Linked DNA regions of Bos taurus: region 1 is linked to region 2. A link is a contact called in public Hi-C data. All regions are on one chromosome and are shown on one strand. The core of a region is the stretch at or near the end of the contact, and the rest is flanking DNA. Distances in the headings are between cores, read along the strand shown. Region 1 has its middle 37 kb from the start of MIR2285DC. Region 2 has its middle 55 kb from the start of MIR584-1.

Region 1 (5,561 bases), core at 2,104-4,603, 820 kb after region 2:
AAGTTAATATATTCTTCCTAGACTCCCTTGCAGCTAGATATAATCATGCAGAACAGTCCATCTGGTGAAACTACAAGTAAGGATCCCTGAGGAATCCCACAAGGATGTCCTCCAATAAACCCCTTGCACATCTAATTCCAACTGTTTCTCAGAAGACCTGAACTGGCATGTTAGAAAATATGAATAATTTTCCTGAGTTAATGCCTTGGGTGGAATTTGATATATGTATTTTTTCACTCCAAAGACCAAACTCAAGTTCTTTCCAACACACCACATTATAATTTTGTGCTGTGTGTGCTAAGTCACTTTAGTCATGTCCAACTCTTTGCAACCCAATGGACTTAGCCCTTCAAGCTCCTCTGTCTGTGGGAGTCTCCAGGCAAGAATACTGGAGTGGATTGCCATGCCCCACTCAGGGGATCGTCCCGAACCAGGGATCAAACCCACATCTCTTAAGTCTCCTCCATTGGCAGGCAGGTTCTTTATCACTAGCGCCACTTGGGAAGCTCCATTATAATTTTGTATTGTTAAATAGTACCCTCTACCCCCAAAAAATATGGCTATATCCTAACTCATGGAAGCTGTGAATGTGACCTTTTTTGTAAAAAGAGTCTTTGCAGATGTAATGAAATTAAGGACCTTGAGATGAGTCATTGTTGGTCAGTCACTAAATCTTGTCTGACTCTTTGCAACCCCATGAACTGCAGCACAACAGGTTTCCCTGTCCTTCACCATCTCCCGGAGCTTGCTCGAACTCATGTCCATTGAGTTGGTGATGCCATCCAACCATCTCACCCTCTGTCATCCCCCTTCTCTTCCTGCCCTCAATCTTTCTCAGCATCAGGGACTTTTCCAAGGAGTCTGCTCTTGTCATCAGGTGGTCAAAGTATTGGAGCTTCAGCTTCAGCATCAGTCCTTCCAGTGAATATTCAGGACTGATTTCCTTTAGGATGGACTGGTTGGATCTCCTTGCAGTCCAAGGGACTGTCAAGAGTCTTCTCCAACACCACAGTTCAAAAGCATCAATTATTTGGCACTCAGCCTTCTTTATGGCCCAACTCTCACATCAGTACATGACTACTGGAAAAACCATAGCTTTGACTATATGGACATTTGTTGGCAAAGTGATGTCTCTGCTTTTTAATATGCTATCTAGATTTGTCATAGCTTTCCTTCTAAGGAGCAAGAGTCTTTTAATTTCATGGCTGCAGTCACCATCTGCAGTGATTTTGGAGCTCAAGAAAATAAAATCTGCTACTGTTTCCATTTTTTCCCCATCTATTTGCCAGTAGGGGATGGAACCAGATGCCATGAATCTTAGTTTTTGAACATTGAGTTTTAAACCATTTTTTTTTACTGTCCTCTTTCATCTTCATTAAGAGGGACTTTAATTCCTCTTCACTTTCTGCCATTAGGGTATGTGAATTCATCCTGGATTGTACGGGTAGGTCCTAGAATCAATGATAAGTATGGACATAAACACAGGGAGAAGGTCATGTGAAGACCAAGGCAGAGATTGGGTGATGCCGCCACAATCCAAGGAATACCTTGATTCACCATAAACTGCAATAGACAAGGAGATGGTCCCCTAGAATCTTCAGAGGGAATGTGGTCCTGCTGACACCTTGATTTCAGTCTCCCAGCTTCCAGAACTGTGAGAGAATAAATTTCTGTTAAGTGACCAAGTTTGTGGTAATTTGTAGCAGCAGCCACAAGAAATGAATGCTAAAGTTTTCTTACTCTCTATCTTGGTGCTAGCACAGAACCTGACATATACTACATGTTTTAAAAGAGTAAATTGGTTAATAGATTACTATATAGGGATGATGAAACAAAGCTTTAAATTGTTTCCAAGGAACTTGGACTGAAAGGTATAAAATTGTACTCAATGATGATAGATTTCGAGTATGAGGTTATCTAGGAAGAGAACTAATATCTACTAAGTGCCTGCTGTGTAGTAGACAGCAAGATAAGTTTAATAAATCGCATTACATTAGGAGTATTTATAAATTATAGTGGTAAAGGCAAGATATTGGAGCCAAGTTTGAGCTCTGATTTTTATTAGCTGTATGACCTTCAGCAAATTACTTAAAGTCTCCTAGTTAATATTTACTTATCTGAAAAGTGGGGAATCCACCCTGTTTCTAGGATTAAAGCAAGATAACGTTTGCAATAGCTGAGCACAGGGCTGGGCACATAGAAAACCTCAAAAAGCCTGAGTTATTATGAGTGTAACATGGTGCTGGGCAGCAAGCAGCAAGAAATTGTTGGGGGTGGAAGTTACTTCCGGCAGACAGCTGATTTGGGGAGGCAAATCTCTACACCAGGGAGCAGAAAAGGAAATGGCAACCCACTCCAGTATTCTTGCCTAGGAAATCCCATGGAGAGAGGAGCCTGGTGGGCTACAGCCCACGGGCTCCCAGAAGAGTCGGCATGACTTAGACACTAAACCACCTCCACCACTACACCAGGGGGCACACAGAAGGAAGACCCTTCACACACACACACACACTCACAGGCCCTCCAGAGAACTGACAAAATGCGCTTCACAGGAGAGCCCATATTTGGACTGCCGCCACACACTGGGAACAAATAGCCTGTTGGTGTCAAATGGAAGTACTGTGGTGACCAGTGGAGAGGGTTACTAGTTTACAATCAGTAGTCTAATAAAATGAGACTGACCTCAGCTTTCTCTACACCCAAAAACCAAAGCAAAGCATGCTGGGAAGTGGGAGATGTTTGTAGAGCCAGAGGAAGCCAGACCACCCTGCAAAACCGTGGAATAGTCTCAACGCTGGGGAAACTTAAAAAAAAAAAAAAAAACACCTCTTGGTATGCCCAGATATGCCAACTTAACTGATCTGGAATGGAACACAGGCATTGAAATTTTTAATGAATGGCCTGAGTTGGGAACCACCTCCCTAAAGCCTGTGCTTGAGGGAGGGTTCCCCGATTTAACAAGCAAAATGAAAAGTACGTATATTAAAAACTTATTTATCTAAAACTCTTAATTTCACGGGCATTCTGCATTTCGTCTGGCAATTTTAAGAGGGAAGAGAAAGTATTTGAAATGGATAGAAGACTGAAATTTTAAAACAAACAAAGCAGAATCTTAAGGACTGAATATAACCCCTTAATAATAAAAAGCGACTGAAATACATGGAATTGGGCTGACTCGTCATTCAGAGGAGCTGCTACCCAGCGAGAAATGTCGGCGGGGCATGGGGGTTGGGGGTGGCGTGGAGAGTTTGGAATCAATTTCAGGAAAAATAAACCGTTTCATGTTTATGTCCCCAATGAACTGAGATTCCTAGTAAACCAATGATATCACTCTGACCTTGCCCCAGAGATGAGCAAACAGAAGCCTCCAGAATTGACGTGATTTGTACAAGTTCAACACAGCTGGTAAGGGACAGAGCCAGGATTTGAAATCCCTTGGTTGGGAAGATCCCCTGGAGAAGGGAATGGCTACCCACTCCAGTAATCTGGCCTGGAGAATTCCATGGACTGTATCCACCATGGGGTCAGATATGACTGAGTGACTTTCACTTCACACTTAGTTTGACTTAAAAAAAATAAAATAGTGTGGGGAGGGTGGCGTGGGAATAGAAAGCTCTTTCTGCTGTACCATAATGACTTTCAAAGTGTTTTTTGGTATTAGTAATATGAACAGATTGATTCCCCAAAACCACAGTTAACCCATAAAAGCACAGGAGGCCAACCTTCATTTGAGGCAGGGGCTGGAGGGTGCCTTTTGGAGCCTTGGAGGCTCAGACCCTGCAGACTGGCCTGCTTCTGCCTTTCCGCGCTGCTCGGGATGAGCAGGGTGAAGGGCTGAGCTGGACACGCCCGTCTCCTGCCCTCTCAGTGGCTGAGCAGCCAAATGGCAGTGGCTGCTTGGATGCAGGGTAGTAGAAGGAAAGAAATCTTAAAAATTAGAGCAGAAATAAATGCAAAAGAAACAAAAGAGACCATAGCAAAAATCAACAAAACCAAAAGCTGGTTCTTTGAAAGGATAAATAAAATTGACAAACCATTAGCCAGACTCATCAAGAAACAAAGGGAGAAAAATCAAATCAATAAAATTAGAAATGAAAATGGAGAGATCACAACAGACAACACAGAAATACAAAGGATCATAAGAGACTACTATCAACAATTATATGCCAATAAAATGGACAACGTGGAAGAAATGGACAAATTCTTAGAAAAGTACAACTTTCCAAAACTGGACCAGGAAGAAATAGAAAATCTTAACAGACCCATCACAAGCACGGAAATTGAAACTGTAATCAAAAATCTTCCAGCAAACAAAAGCCCAGGTCCAGATGGCTTCACAGCTGAATTCTACCAAAAATTTAGAGAAGAGCTAACACCTATCCTGCTCAAACTCTTCCAGAAAATTTCAGAGGAAGGTAAACTTCCAAACTCATTCTATGAGGCCACCATCACCCTAATACCAAAACCTGACAAAGATCCCACACAAAAAAGAAAACTACAGGCCAATATCACTGATGAACATAGATGCAAAAATCCTTAACAAAATTCTAGCAATCAGAATCCAACAACACATTAAAAAGATCATACACCATGACCAAGTGGGCTTTATCCTAGGGATGCAAGGATTTTTCAATATCCGCAAATCAATCAATGTAATACATCACATTAACAAATTGAAAAATAAAAACCATATGATTATCTCAATAGATGCAGAGAAAGCCTTTGACAAAATTCAACACCCATTTATGATAAAAACTCTCCAGAAAGCAGGAATAGAAGGAACATACCTCAACATAATAAAAGCTATATATGACAAACCCACAGCAAACATTATCCTCAATGGTGAAAAATTGAAAGCATTTCCTCTAAAGTCAGGAACAAGACAAGGGTGCCCACTTTCACCATTACTATTCAACATAGTTTTGGAAGTTTTGGCCACAGCAATCAGAGCAGAAAAAGAAATAAAAGGAATCCAAATTGGAAAAGAAGAAGTAAAACTCTCACTATTTGCAGATGACATGATCCTCTACATAGAAAACCCTAAAGACTCCACCAGAAAATTACTAGAACTAATCAATGACTATAGTAAAGTTGCAGGATATAAAATCAACACACAGAAATCCCTTGCATTCCTATACACTAATAATGAGAAAACAGAAAGAGAAATTAAGGAAACAATTCCATTCACCATTGCAACGGAAAGAATAAAATACTTAGGAATATATCTACCTAAAGAAACTAAAGACCTATATATAGAAAACTATAAAACACTGGTGAAAGAAATCAAAGAGGACACTAATAGATGGAGAAATATACCATGTTCATGGATTGGAAGAATCAATATAGTGAAAATGAGTATACTACCCAAAGCAATTTATAGATTCAATGCAATCCCTATCAAGCTACCAACAGTATTCTTCACAGAGCTAGAACAAATAATTTCACAATTTGTATGGAAATACAAAAAACCTCGAAAGCCAAAGCGATCCTGAGAAAGAAGAATGGAACTGGAGGAATCAACCTACCTGACTTCAGGCTCTACTACAAAGCCACAGTTATCA
Region 2 (5,800 bases), core at 3,161-5,660:
GTCAGTGTGTCATTGCAGAGCTGGTGAGCATCATGGGTTCCAGATGCTGTGGGTATGGGGGAGCAAGATCAGGAAAAATCCTTTGCACAGGGTCTGGCGTACAGTAGGTGCTCAGTAATGAGCACAGTGGACTCTGAAGTGTGTACACATTATTAAAGTAGTTCTTTGGGAAGTGAGCTTCTACATTTTGCCCGTCCTGGCTTCCTCTTTGTCCTCAGAATGTTGGAGGATGGGTGAGTGGGTTGGGAACTGAGTTCCTGGCTCAAAATACAATGTTCTTGACAAAACACAAAATTTAGTTTCCAAGGGCTTCTGAAAGAAAATGTCTCACACAGTTTCTTGGAAATAAGTGCTTCCCATCTGAATGTGTTTTCAGGCACAGCTGAAGGCAGAAGCACCGGGCACAGAGGAGAGTGGGGAGGAAGATCTTGAAAAAGCTGTCTCCATCAACTTACTGATCCCAGGGACCAGGGAGCCAGCCCCCGGGGCAAGGTATGTTCAGAGTTTTACCAAGATCCTCATTTTATAAAATGAGTAATTCTGCTCATCTTTCTCCTGCCCCCTTCCCCCTACCAGTAGTTAATGATCCCTGGGGGCAATGGTCCCCATAGCTAATGAACCCAAACACGACCAGGCCTCCAGGCCCCTGCACAGGCCTGAAGGCTGCATGTGGCATCAGACTCCCCACAAAGCCTTTGCTGGGAGGGGACCGTTGTCACCAACCGTGGTCATCGGATTGGCTCCTTCGCTGGGCGTCACTAAAACCCCTCAGCTCAGGCCATGGAGTTCTTCTTATAATTAACCTTTCTTTTGTAGCTAATGGTTCTTATAGATAAGACTCTAGTGTAGGGCAGCCACTAATTCACCCAGAAGGCTTCTTTCCACCTATGAAATTAAGCATTGTTAAAAAGAGTCTTTCCGTGGCCCAACAGCAGCTAAATGTTGCTTAGAAAGCTCATGGCAAAAGCCTTTGTTACTCTGAGGACAGTTCTGCTGGACCTCTGTTTGATTTCATTGTTTTTCCCCTTTATTTATTTATTTAACAACAGAAGGAATTAGGTTTATTCCCATTTAAGTGTGTTGTATGATCGTAAATGGTGCCCTCTCATATTTTGGGGAATATCTGACCAGGGGTTGCTGGAAGCTGAGATTTCAGAGAACTTTCAACCGGAGAGTGATATTGTTAGTAAGATAATTTCTAAGATGGAAAGCTGTACCACCCACCTGTGAATTCAAGGGCACAAACATTGAGGCTAAGGGAAAAAGGGCTAGAACTTTCCAACAGACAACCTGTTCACAGTTCCCACCAGAATGCCAAATAAGTAAATAAAAACAAAAACAAACATACAGATAAACAAAAATCCCAAGATCCTGGAACAAGATAAAAAATGAGTGTGGCATCTCCCAACGCTGTAAGAACAACCGATTTGGTGATAATGACACTAAGAAGAGATAGTAAATATTGCCAATTGAGGCCATGCCAGACATGGTTCTAAGCAGTTGGTAATGGTTCCCTTACATAATTCTAGGCCAACTTGATGAAGAGTGGCTCTTAGTCCTATTTTACAGATGAAGACATTGAGGTGAATATACACAAAGCTGGAAAATGTTGGCTTATGACCAAGAACTGATTCCTGGCCATGCTCCAGGTGAGTTCATACAGCAGCCTGGGTAAGGATATCCTCTAGAGACCAGTCTTGGGTGACCTGCTGATCTTCCTGGCTATTGGTGGCAGCTTATGCTATATTTTCTATTACACAGCTTTAGAGTCCAGAAAAATTCTCCTTTTTAAAGCCACATCTCCAGTCTGTCTATCTAGTCCCACCTCAACCCAGTTGGTTTCTAGATACAAAGCCCGCAGCCATGTCAAACCAGAGGATGAGTAAGACAGAGTGTCCAATGAGACTGCCCTGGGTTGATGTAATGTGTGCGCCTCTGGCACACAGAAGATCAACATCCAAGGTCCTTGCCCTTGAGGATTTCATAATCTGGTGGTGGCGACAGATACGTAAACAGACCCGTTCCAAAACATGTCACAAATGTTATTATAATATGTACAAATAGCACTTAATTTGTACCAGGCACTGTTCTTAGCACTTCTCATAGATTTTTCTCATTTAATCTTCACAACAATACCATGAGTAGCTGTGGTTATCATTTTGCTGACGTAGCGAGAGGCTATGTGACATAGATTGAAGTGAAAAAGACAGGATTCTGAAGCCAGGCAGCTGGGCCCCATTTCCGCATCTTTAGCTGAGCTGCTCCGTGGTCTCCGCCATGATGGAGGCGAGCATGGGGGACTCTGACTGCACAGAGGAGGGACTCTGCAGCAGGCAGGGAGGGGCCTCGCCAGACGAGGGGGCTCCCAGGTTGGGCGAATTGACCCACAGAACCCGTTTGTCCATGACTGGGCCGGACTTGGGTTGGGGAATAGTAAAATGGTTCAGACCATATGTATATGTTGTTGTTGGAAGCAATGGGCTGGCAGCCTGGCAACCTTTTATATACCTTTTGAATACAAGACTGAATGGCAAAAGGAAGACAAAGAATGGGCCCTGTAGCCTGATGTCATATATGTAAATTAAAAATGCACACACACAAAACAATATGTATGATATAAGAACATATATAAATGAAACGATTTCTATCAAACAGAGTAGCATGGCTGCCTTTGACGACAGGTGGAGAACAGAAGTGGAGAAGAGGGATAAGATAAAATAAAGAAAGAGAAACACCATGACAGTAATGTGTTGTGAACTGAAGAGAGTAACTAAGTCAGCCTTGGGCCCCTGAAAGGAGGAAAGAGAGGAGGAAGATGTTGCTCAGGAGCAGCTGCAAGCTCTCCTGAGCTAAGTTTAGCCCCTTCCTGCATCTTTCCCTGGGTGTAGCAGGGGCACCAAGTTGCTTTCTCCAGTGTGATCCTACGCCCTTCTTATCCCTGATTGGTTCAGGGATGGGTACCTGAAGCTCAGCCAATCAACTCATTTCCTTTTATAGACAGCTTTGATGCCCAGTAGAGGCACCCTAGTTTAGGGTGAAGGGCAAACTCCAGCCAAAGTAAATTACAACATGGCTTCCACTGCTGACCATGTGACCCTGGGCACATGATTTAGCCTCTAAGTCCTGAGTTTTCTTGTTTCTAGGAATATATAATACCCAACGTACAGGATTGTGTGAAGATTTCATGAGTGAATGAAATCCATGAACAGTGCTGAGAACAGTGCCTGCCTTAACAGGACTCTATAAGTGTTGGCTATGATTGTTTCCTAGTGAAAAGTGAAAGTCGCTCAGTCGTGTCTGACTCTTTGTGACCCCATGGACTACACGGTCCATGGAATTCTCCAGGCCAGAATACTGGAGTGGGTAGCCTTTCCCTTCTCCAGGAGATCTTCCCAACTCAGGGAGGGATCAAACCCAGGTCTCCTGCATTGCAGGCGGATTCTTTACCAGGAGAGCCAAAAGGGAAGCCTGGTTGTTTCCTAAGAACTTGGTAATTGAGAGACTAAAGAAAGGGCTGAATTTGGGCAGCTAATCAGTGCCAAGAAGTAAGTCACTTCCCCATTGTGTGAAGTATTCTCATTATTTTGTCTCCAGGGGCCATAGAAATATCATTGTTTTGTCTAATACTTGTAAGGTGAAAAAGGTTGGAAATTATTGCTAAGCAGAGGTCAGACTCTGGTTAAATTCCTGAGGCCTCACTATACTAAGATCTCAGTATCTTTGCATTCTATCTGATACCTCCCCCCGCCTTTTTTGTGTGTGAAGTTAAAGTATATTTCTGTCAATTACCTACAGAATTCTTGTAAAGAGGGTCATAATGATAGTGAAGACTCCAAGGCTCAGCCTCTGAGCTCATCTCAATGTATGCTCACTTCCATTCTGTCATCCTTACAGTGAGGGTCACCCTTACACACTGATGACCAAGTTAAAAATTCTTGAAAAACAAGTACAAGATCATATATCCCTCTTGCTGCCATGATCAAGTCCCAGTTCATACAAAGGGTAGCCTAACAACCTCAGCACACAGAATTTTATAAAATCTGGATTTTACACAGGATTTTCTGGGGAAACGACACATTTGTGACTTCATGAGCTTTAACTATGTTGATAAAAGAGTCAGTTCTTGCCCTTACTCATTTACCTCCATTCTGGTAAAGTTCTATTTACTATTTCTTAATAGAATGTTTATACAACTGTTTCTGAAAAGATCATTTCAGTTTTTGGAAAAGGTGGTCAAGGCCTTATTGGGAATTCAGACTTGTATATCAAACAGATAAATAATGAATTTCAATTTCCTAGAACAAAAGTACCTGGAAGAGAATGTGAAAGTGTTTCAGGAAGGAGGAACAAACAAAAACCCTTCCTTGACCTTTGGTAGTCAGAGAATAATCCACAAACTGATTTAGGCAATTTCACCACTTTGAAGGCTTGCAAAGAAGACTGATTTCTGTTTCTTCAGCCACCATTTGGAAGTGCAAAGATCAGGGACATCAAAAGCTTTATCTGAGCTTTTAAATGTGTTTGTGAAATTGCAAATATGCCATGGAGGCAATTCTCAGAGATCTGCATTTTGACAGTTTTTATCTATCAGTTTGACAGGTGCCATCTGATCAAGTGGGTGGCCCTTCCGGCATGCCAAACGCCTTCCAGACGCCTTCCAAAGGCAAGCCAGAGAGAAAGGAAAACCAGCCATTTCCTGTGACCGGGAGTCAGGGGCAGCTGCCGAAGGCGTCTATAGTGACTTCCTGAGGATGTTGAGTCAGTCACTGCAGTGGTTAAAAGCTTTTGCATAAAGTGCATGGTCTACACTTCCCAAACAGCAGTATTAAATCTTCAGAATCATAAAGAAGTCTAGTCATCCTTCAGTAGGAAGTACAACAGCCATAAAATTTATCTGAGTGAGTCAGTCCAGGCCCGATAGGGTACTCCATAGTCTCAGGGACCTGTAGTCCTTCCTGTTTTCGTCTCTGCTGAGTGTGCTTCCCAAGTTCATTTTGTGGTTCAAGTCTGATGCTGCTGCTTCAACCTTCCAAGAAGAAAGAGGATGGGAGGAGAAGGGCACACCCACCCCTGCAACTCTCGTTAGGAGACTTTCTGGAAGTTTCTCATGCTACTTCTGGTTTTAAGCCATTCGCCAGAACATAATCACATAGCTACCTCTAATCACAAGGAGGGTTGCAGGATATACTCTAGTGAAGATTTAAGGGATCTGTTATCACTTCAAAGAAAGGTAGACTGGATTTTGGTGGACAATTAGCTAGCCCTGCCCTATCACCTTTCAGGACTCAGCTCAAATGCCCCTTCTTTAGAGAGACCATCTGAGCCCATCCTCTCAGGAGCAGGCTCTCCTCACTTACTCTCTCATGGAACCTGTTTGATTCCTCCATAGGAATGATCTCGTTCATCTGTTTACTCTTACTTTTTCTGGCCTCAGTCCCCCAGTGGAACAAAGTTCCCTGAGTCCAGGAGCCTTATCTGTCTTGTTGCTCTCCGATCTACCCACAGAAGCTCTCAGTACCTGGCACCCAACAGAATAAACATGTGGAATGAGCGACAAAATAGGGCCCTTACAAAGAAAACAACTGAGATTAAACATATAAGCTCTGGGGTTGGACAGCCTTGATTAAAATCTTGCCTCAGCTCATTAATAATGTGACTGTGGGCTAGTGACTAAACTTGTCTAAGCCTTGATTTCTCTCTTTGTAAAAATGGAGGGGAGGACTTTTGGAAGAATGAAAAAGGTGCATGCATACATGTGAAGAGCTTACGTCTCTAACTATTCGAGAGTGAACGGTCAATA

The links. A called contact is a pair of places that touch in the nucleus more often than the background predicts.
Region 1: a contact with region 2 is called in a Hi-C map of liver, with 4 times the contacts expected there. A contact is called at or near these places in 2 of 11 Hi-C or Micro-C datasets (liver and skeletal muscle).

Annotation. Positions count from the first base shown.
Region 1 is chr14:67,780,873-67,786,433 of ARS-UCD2.0, forward strand. No RefSeq gene overlaps it. Among named protein-coding and RNA genes, the nearest start is that of MIR2285DC, 37 kb to the right of the region's middle.
Region 2 is chr14:66,961,506-66,967,305 of ARS-UCD2.0, forward strand. No RefSeq gene overlaps it. Among named protein-coding and RNA genes, the nearest start is that of MIR584-1, 55 kb to the right of the region's middle.